2 separate regions of the Bos taurus genome follow, and region 1 is linked to region 2. The links are chromatin contacts, called in public Hi-C maps. All regions are on one chromosome and are shown on one strand. Each heading gives the region's core, a stretch centred on a gene start, on an enhancer-like site or on the middle of the called end of the contact. The rest is flanking DNA. Distances are from core to core; before and after follow the strand shown.

Region 1 (2,765 bases), core at 130-2,629, 45 kb after region 2:
GTCAATATATGCTAACTGGGCAGATGGACACATGAATGAGTTCACGGAAAACAGCCCAACCTGGGGAGAACCACGCCAGCATGCATGGAGCCTTCAAAGAAGCTTCAGAAGCAATGTTTATTTTTGACTCTGTGCTGCTCTATAATTTCTAAAATGAAGGTGTGCCCCTGGATGCCTCTTCCACTGGCACACACACAGTGACAGGGCCCGGCCCCGTCCTTCTGGAACCATTATTGAGCCCCGACCTGGAGTGGGTCCTCTCCTGGGTGGGGGAAGGGTCTGACCTGCCCACAGCTCTCACAGCCCCCTCCGCACTGCTCAGCAACCATCTCCCTGCTGCCCGCTCCACTCGGGCCGCACCTTGCACGGGTTTCTCCTCGGTCTCACGCTGCCACGCACACAGGGATTCTGCCCAACACAGCAGTTCCACCCTGGCTCCTCCCCAAACAGACCCATAGGACTGGGTCAGGGAGCCCCCAAGGCCAACCCCCCACACCTGGCACCTGGGAATCAGCCTCACTTGAGACTGACCACCTCTGCAACACAGGGGACATCCTCAGGCCAGAGCCCCATCCTGACTGACCAGGACAGGCCTAGCCAGCCCAGGACCATTCATGCTGACCCTGAAGCTCACATCCTCTCCTACCTCCATTGCCCCCTCCCCCAAGAGCCCAAAGCCCTGGGCCTCGGGATGGTCACACCCTTCCTGCCCCCAGCCCACCGGCTTCTCCATAAAGCTCCCTGTGGCCCCTGCTCCCAGCACACAGGCTGCCAGGTGGGTCTGGCCAGACAAACCAGCTTCCATGTCCCAAACTCAAAGGCCCATTTGTCTGGGGACGCCCACTGGGGCCTCACAGGGCCAGGTGTGAAGCTGTCAGCTCCACCGTTGCTCAGGGACCCTGGGGCAGAGTCCAAGGCAGAGAATGGGGAGGGTCCCCCAAGCCAGCTGCACTATGACCACGCCCAGGGCCACACCAGGAGCCCTGGGCCTGGTGCTTGGACCTAAGCTGAGCAGGAGCCACACCTGGATAGAGGGGGATGTGCCCCTAATGGCCTGGAGGTGGGTCAGAGGACAGACAAAGCAGGCAGAGAACCTTGCCCGTGGAAAGACCCTGAAGCACAAACAGGATTCCAGAAGAGCTAGAACAGCACCTGGAGCCACCAGTGCCCAAAACAACCTAAGAGAGTGATCGGAATCACCCGTCAGGGTCACCTGCAGAGCTCCCAGAACCACCCCAGACACAGCATCAGCCAGGCCTGCCAGGCACACCCAGGAGACCAACGGGAGAGCTATTCAGAAAGGGCCTGGCTGGTACTGGACCCAAGTTAGGAATCACCAGCTGGCACCCACAAAGGCCTCAGGAGCGAGATTGGCATTTGTGACCAGGATCAGGTGAGCAGGCCTTGGCACTAAGCCAGGGCTGGCCCCTGGTAGGGCTCTCTATCATTTGCCAAGTCTGGAAGCCGGCCTGGCAGCAGGATCAGAAGCAAGTTGAAGTCTAGAGGAGCACGGACACTTCTCTCAAGCGGCTCCCGGGCAGCCCCCATAGCTGCACCAGAACAGTTCCCGGAAGTAGCTGAAACACTGCCAAGGAGCCAAATGACTGTTCACAGATCTGAACACTGGGGACAGAGTCTGGGTACATCTGGACCTCAGAGGCAGACACCTCATCTGACGCCCAGGGCCAGGGCAGGTGGGGAGACAGGGGACCCAACACGCTGAGGCCGCCCCTTCTCAGAATCCCCTTCCCCCGTTCCCAACGTCTCTTCCCCAGGGCTTCATCCTCTAGTCTTCTCACACTAGCCCACCTGAACGTCAGATACACCTGAGCAACACGCATGATCCCAGGGATGGCATGAGGGCTGAGGGCTGAGGGCTAGGCACTCTCCAGCCTGCGAACCAAAGCTCAGAATTGCAGCTACTTTAGGTGAGCAGATGCCCAAAGAGTTTTAAAAGCCCTTCCCACTGTGATTCTGATGGGCTGGGTTTGCACCGCCCCCTTTGATGATTATTATAATAAGAACTGCTAACACTGAGACAGCAATACTTACTAGATGCCAGGCCCTATTCTAAGCACTTTCTGCATATTAACTTCAATCTTCGAACCACCGCACAAGATATGGACTTCTGCTATATCTACTTTGACAAAAGGGAAAACAAATTCAGAGATGCTAAGCAACTTGCTCAAGGTCACACTGCTATTAAGTGGTTTTGAACCCATCAGTTTGAAACTAGAGTCTGCACTTTTTACCAGTGAGGCTGTCTTCTCTTGGGCACAGCTCTACACGCTCTCATATAACTCTCCATCCTTCCTCAGACTTCTCCCCCAAGCTCCAGATTCTCACACACATCTCCCTCCTAAAAGACCCCCTCATCCCACCCTCAAATGCTCCAAGCATCTCAAAGGCCAACAGGTCAAACCATGAGCTTATTATCTGCCTCTCCCCAAATCCACCTTTCATCCCCAAGTCCCTGGCTCAGTGAAAGCCCTACCCAGTCACTCCAAGGAACCTAGACCCCTTCCTCTCCCTCACTCCCACATCCAATAAATCATCCTGTCCTAATAAACGTGTGCCTTCTAAATGGCTCCATGCTACCAAACCACCATTCTCTCTCATCTGACTTACCTTCACCCTTCTCCTCACTGGGTATCCTGTTTCTATCTACTTCCCACAGCCACAGAATCCTCTTCTGGAAACACGAATCTGATCACAGCACATTCCACACACCCCTCCCTTTCATTCAAGCTTTAATTATTTGGTGT
Region 2 (2,700 bases), core at 24-2,523:
GAGGAGAGCAGAGGTAGAGACAGAGACAGAAGAATGCCTGACCGAACTGTTTAAACACCTGGATCCAGCCGTGCCTGACGCCAATCTACTTCTCTACTTTCAGTTTTGTAAGACAAGAGTTTCCATGTTTGGCGTTAAGCTGATAGAAGTGGGCTTCTGTCATCTGTCCTAAAGCCGGGAGTCTGCACTGGGTGGCAGAGCAGTGCTGTGCGGCAGGGGCACAGGTGGACCCCGGGGGCACAGCTGGCAGGAGAAAGCCACGACAAAGAGCTTCCTTTGAGCACTCCCCACAAACAGCAAAAGGCTGGGAGGCTCGGACATGGTGCAGGCACTCCCTGGGCTCTGGTGCTGAACCTGGGGCACAGGTCATGAGGCGCGGCATGCCCGCTGGTGGAGATGTAGCCTGGCTAAAGCAAAGAGGCTCACTAACTGACCAGCTCTCTCCTTGCCTCTCCCCTCTGTAGCCTGGCTAAGGCAAAAAGGCTCCGCGGTCCTAACTGACCAACTCTGTCCTTGCCTCTCCTCTCTGCCAGTGGCTTCCCCGTCTCCTCCTTGTTCATGGGCATCCAAATGGGTCTGGGGGGAAGAGAACCACTCTCGGGCACCTCCTCTGGGCTGCGGGTTTCCACGCTGTGGATGCCGGCACCTCCCAGTTAAAGAGGCGGGAACTGACAGCTGACACTCAGGGACGTGTTTATACACGTACTGGAAGCAGGTCCGTGGGATGAAAAGCTCAGTGCCCTTTGAGCCCTGGCTCACAGGGTGAAAAGAGAGACCCAGGCGGCTCCATGAAGAAGCTTCTGGGTCTCTTGAGGCTGCCGGGAGAAACACTCTCCAGTTGGCATGAGGATGGGCCTCAAGCCTGTGTCAGGGACACACCTGCCAGCTTGACGGTGGTCAGTGGCAGAATCTTGGGACCCGATCAGGTCCCTGGACATGAGAACAAAGAGCCCCAGGGGAAGGAAGTAGGTCATTGGTGGATAAACCTTAGGTCTCAACCTAAGCTGTGAAGAAAACTGACCGGTCTTTACCTCAAACAGTCCCGGAGGACAAGGTGTTCTCGCCACTATTAGGAAATAAGGGCCCTTGGGGAACTAACATTGAGAAGGGTTTGTTTTTATTTTTAAATTCCCCCCTTCCAGATGCAAGTGGAAGGGAGAACCCCAGGGGCTAAGGATGAGTGAGAGGTCAGAGGTGAGCCTTAGGATCACCCCTAGCACCAGGGCAGGGCCTCAAGCCCAGGGACTCCTGGACGGCACGCTCCAGCAGGGCACGTCCCTTCACAGGCCTGCTGGGCTTCAGCCAACACAAAGAGCCTGGACAGGTTTGCCGCAGAGCAGACTCATCTTCCCCACGGTGTAGGGGCTAGGACTACAGAGAGAAGGTGGGGGTAACAGAGGCAAGTGACCACTTCCTGGGACCCTGAGTATCTGTGGAGTCCCGAGTTCTGGATGGTCACCCCGCTGTCCCAAGCGCCAGGAGTGGCTGGTGCCTCCCTGCAGTCACTGACACGAGGCCTCCAGAAGGGGCAGGACTCGCCCTGGACTCGGGTCTACTGACAGCAGCAACAGCAGGGAAGGAAAAACCAGGGCCGGGGAAAAAACGCACCTAGGGTCTAATCCTGAGCTCCAACAATGACGGTCTATTACTGTTCCCCGAGCATCCTTACTGCTGACATTTTATAGACAATTTCCAAAACAGGGCCTTGCCATTTCTGGGTTATATTTCAGCTGTAACTTTTAAGTCTAATTATTTGAGCTGACAACCCCCTATAATAGGGCGGTGCGGCGCCTGGAGGCATCGGCATTCAGTGGAGTGACAGCCTAATCGCAGGGGGGAGGCAGCCCCGCAATCGGCATTCACTTGCGGAAATTTCTCTGATGAAAATAACACAACATTAAGGAGGGGATAAGGGGCAGGATCCACCGTATCAAGATAAAATAACTCTTTAATAAATAACCTTGTGGCTGCCGCAGAGCAGTAATTAAATGCCAGCGCACTCGGCACACAGTTTTAAGTAAAGCTGGAAAAATGTAAGATGTAATTATCAGCACCAAACAAATTACCAGCACGGCAAATCCCCCCTGGAATATTTAGAAACTCATTTCTGCCTTCCCATTAAATATTATTTTTGGTGGAACCATGGAATGGTAAAAGGAGAAGGGACAAGGGACCGGGAGGGCGGGGGAGGGGCCCAGGGGGAGGCGGTGGCAGGCTGGGCTCTCTCTGCTGATGACCGTTTTCTGAACTCGCCCCAGGCAGATTTGCCCGGTCAGCGAAACGGTGTAACTGAAATGCCCCAGAGCTCAGGAGTGCATATGATGATGCTCAGGGCTGGTATCTGAGCCAAGGCTGCAGTCCTCCTCCCGACAGGCTCCCTCTCCTCGTGGAGGAAACCCAACCCACAAAGAGAATGCACAGGACACCAGGTGGCCCGGGTCTGCTCCCTGGGGCTTCGCCCAGTGGACGGGAGCGCCTCCTCTGACGGCTCAGACCAAGGGACACAGGAAGGACTGCCGCCTGTGTCCTTGCCCCTCGGCCCCTGCTGTTGGACTGAGGGCGAGGAGTAGGGGCCTGGCCCTGAGGGTGTGAGACTGCTCTGGAATGGGGTGCTGCGAGGTCTCCGGGAAGCCCTCCCCGACCCACGGCCATGCTAGGGCTGCTGCGAGGCTCACACATGGCTCTAAGCAGCAGCTGACT

The links. A called contact is a pair of places that touch in the nucleus more often than the background predicts.
Region 1: a contact with region 2 is called in a Hi-C map of liver, with 2.6 times the contacts expected there. The contact joins two enhancer-like sites. A contact is called at or near these places in 2 of 11 Hi-C or Micro-C datasets (liver and skeletal muscle).

Annotation. Positions count from the first base shown.
Region 1 is chr3:102,492,007-102,494,771 of ARS-UCD2.0, forward strand. The region is part of intron 1 of PTPRF (protein tyrosine phosphatase receptor type F); the gene reads right to left. Among named protein-coding and RNA genes, the nearest start is that of PTPRF, 4.9 kb to the right of the region's middle. Within about 2 kb of position 1,380, at least 12 of the 102 cell types and tissues checked have an H3K27ac peak or open chromatin away from gene starts, as enhancers often do. A contact at or near this core is called in liver, where this site is marked.
Region 2 is chr3:102,446,673-102,449,372 of ARS-UCD2.0, forward strand. All of the region lies in intron 7 of PTPRF (protein tyrosine phosphatase receptor type F), which reads right to left. Among named protein-coding and RNA genes, the nearest start is that of PTPRF, 50 kb to the right of the region's middle. Within about 2 kb of position 1,274, at least 2 of the 102 cell types and tissues checked have an H3K27ac peak or open chromatin away from gene starts, as enhancers often do. A contact at or near this core is called in liver, where this site is marked.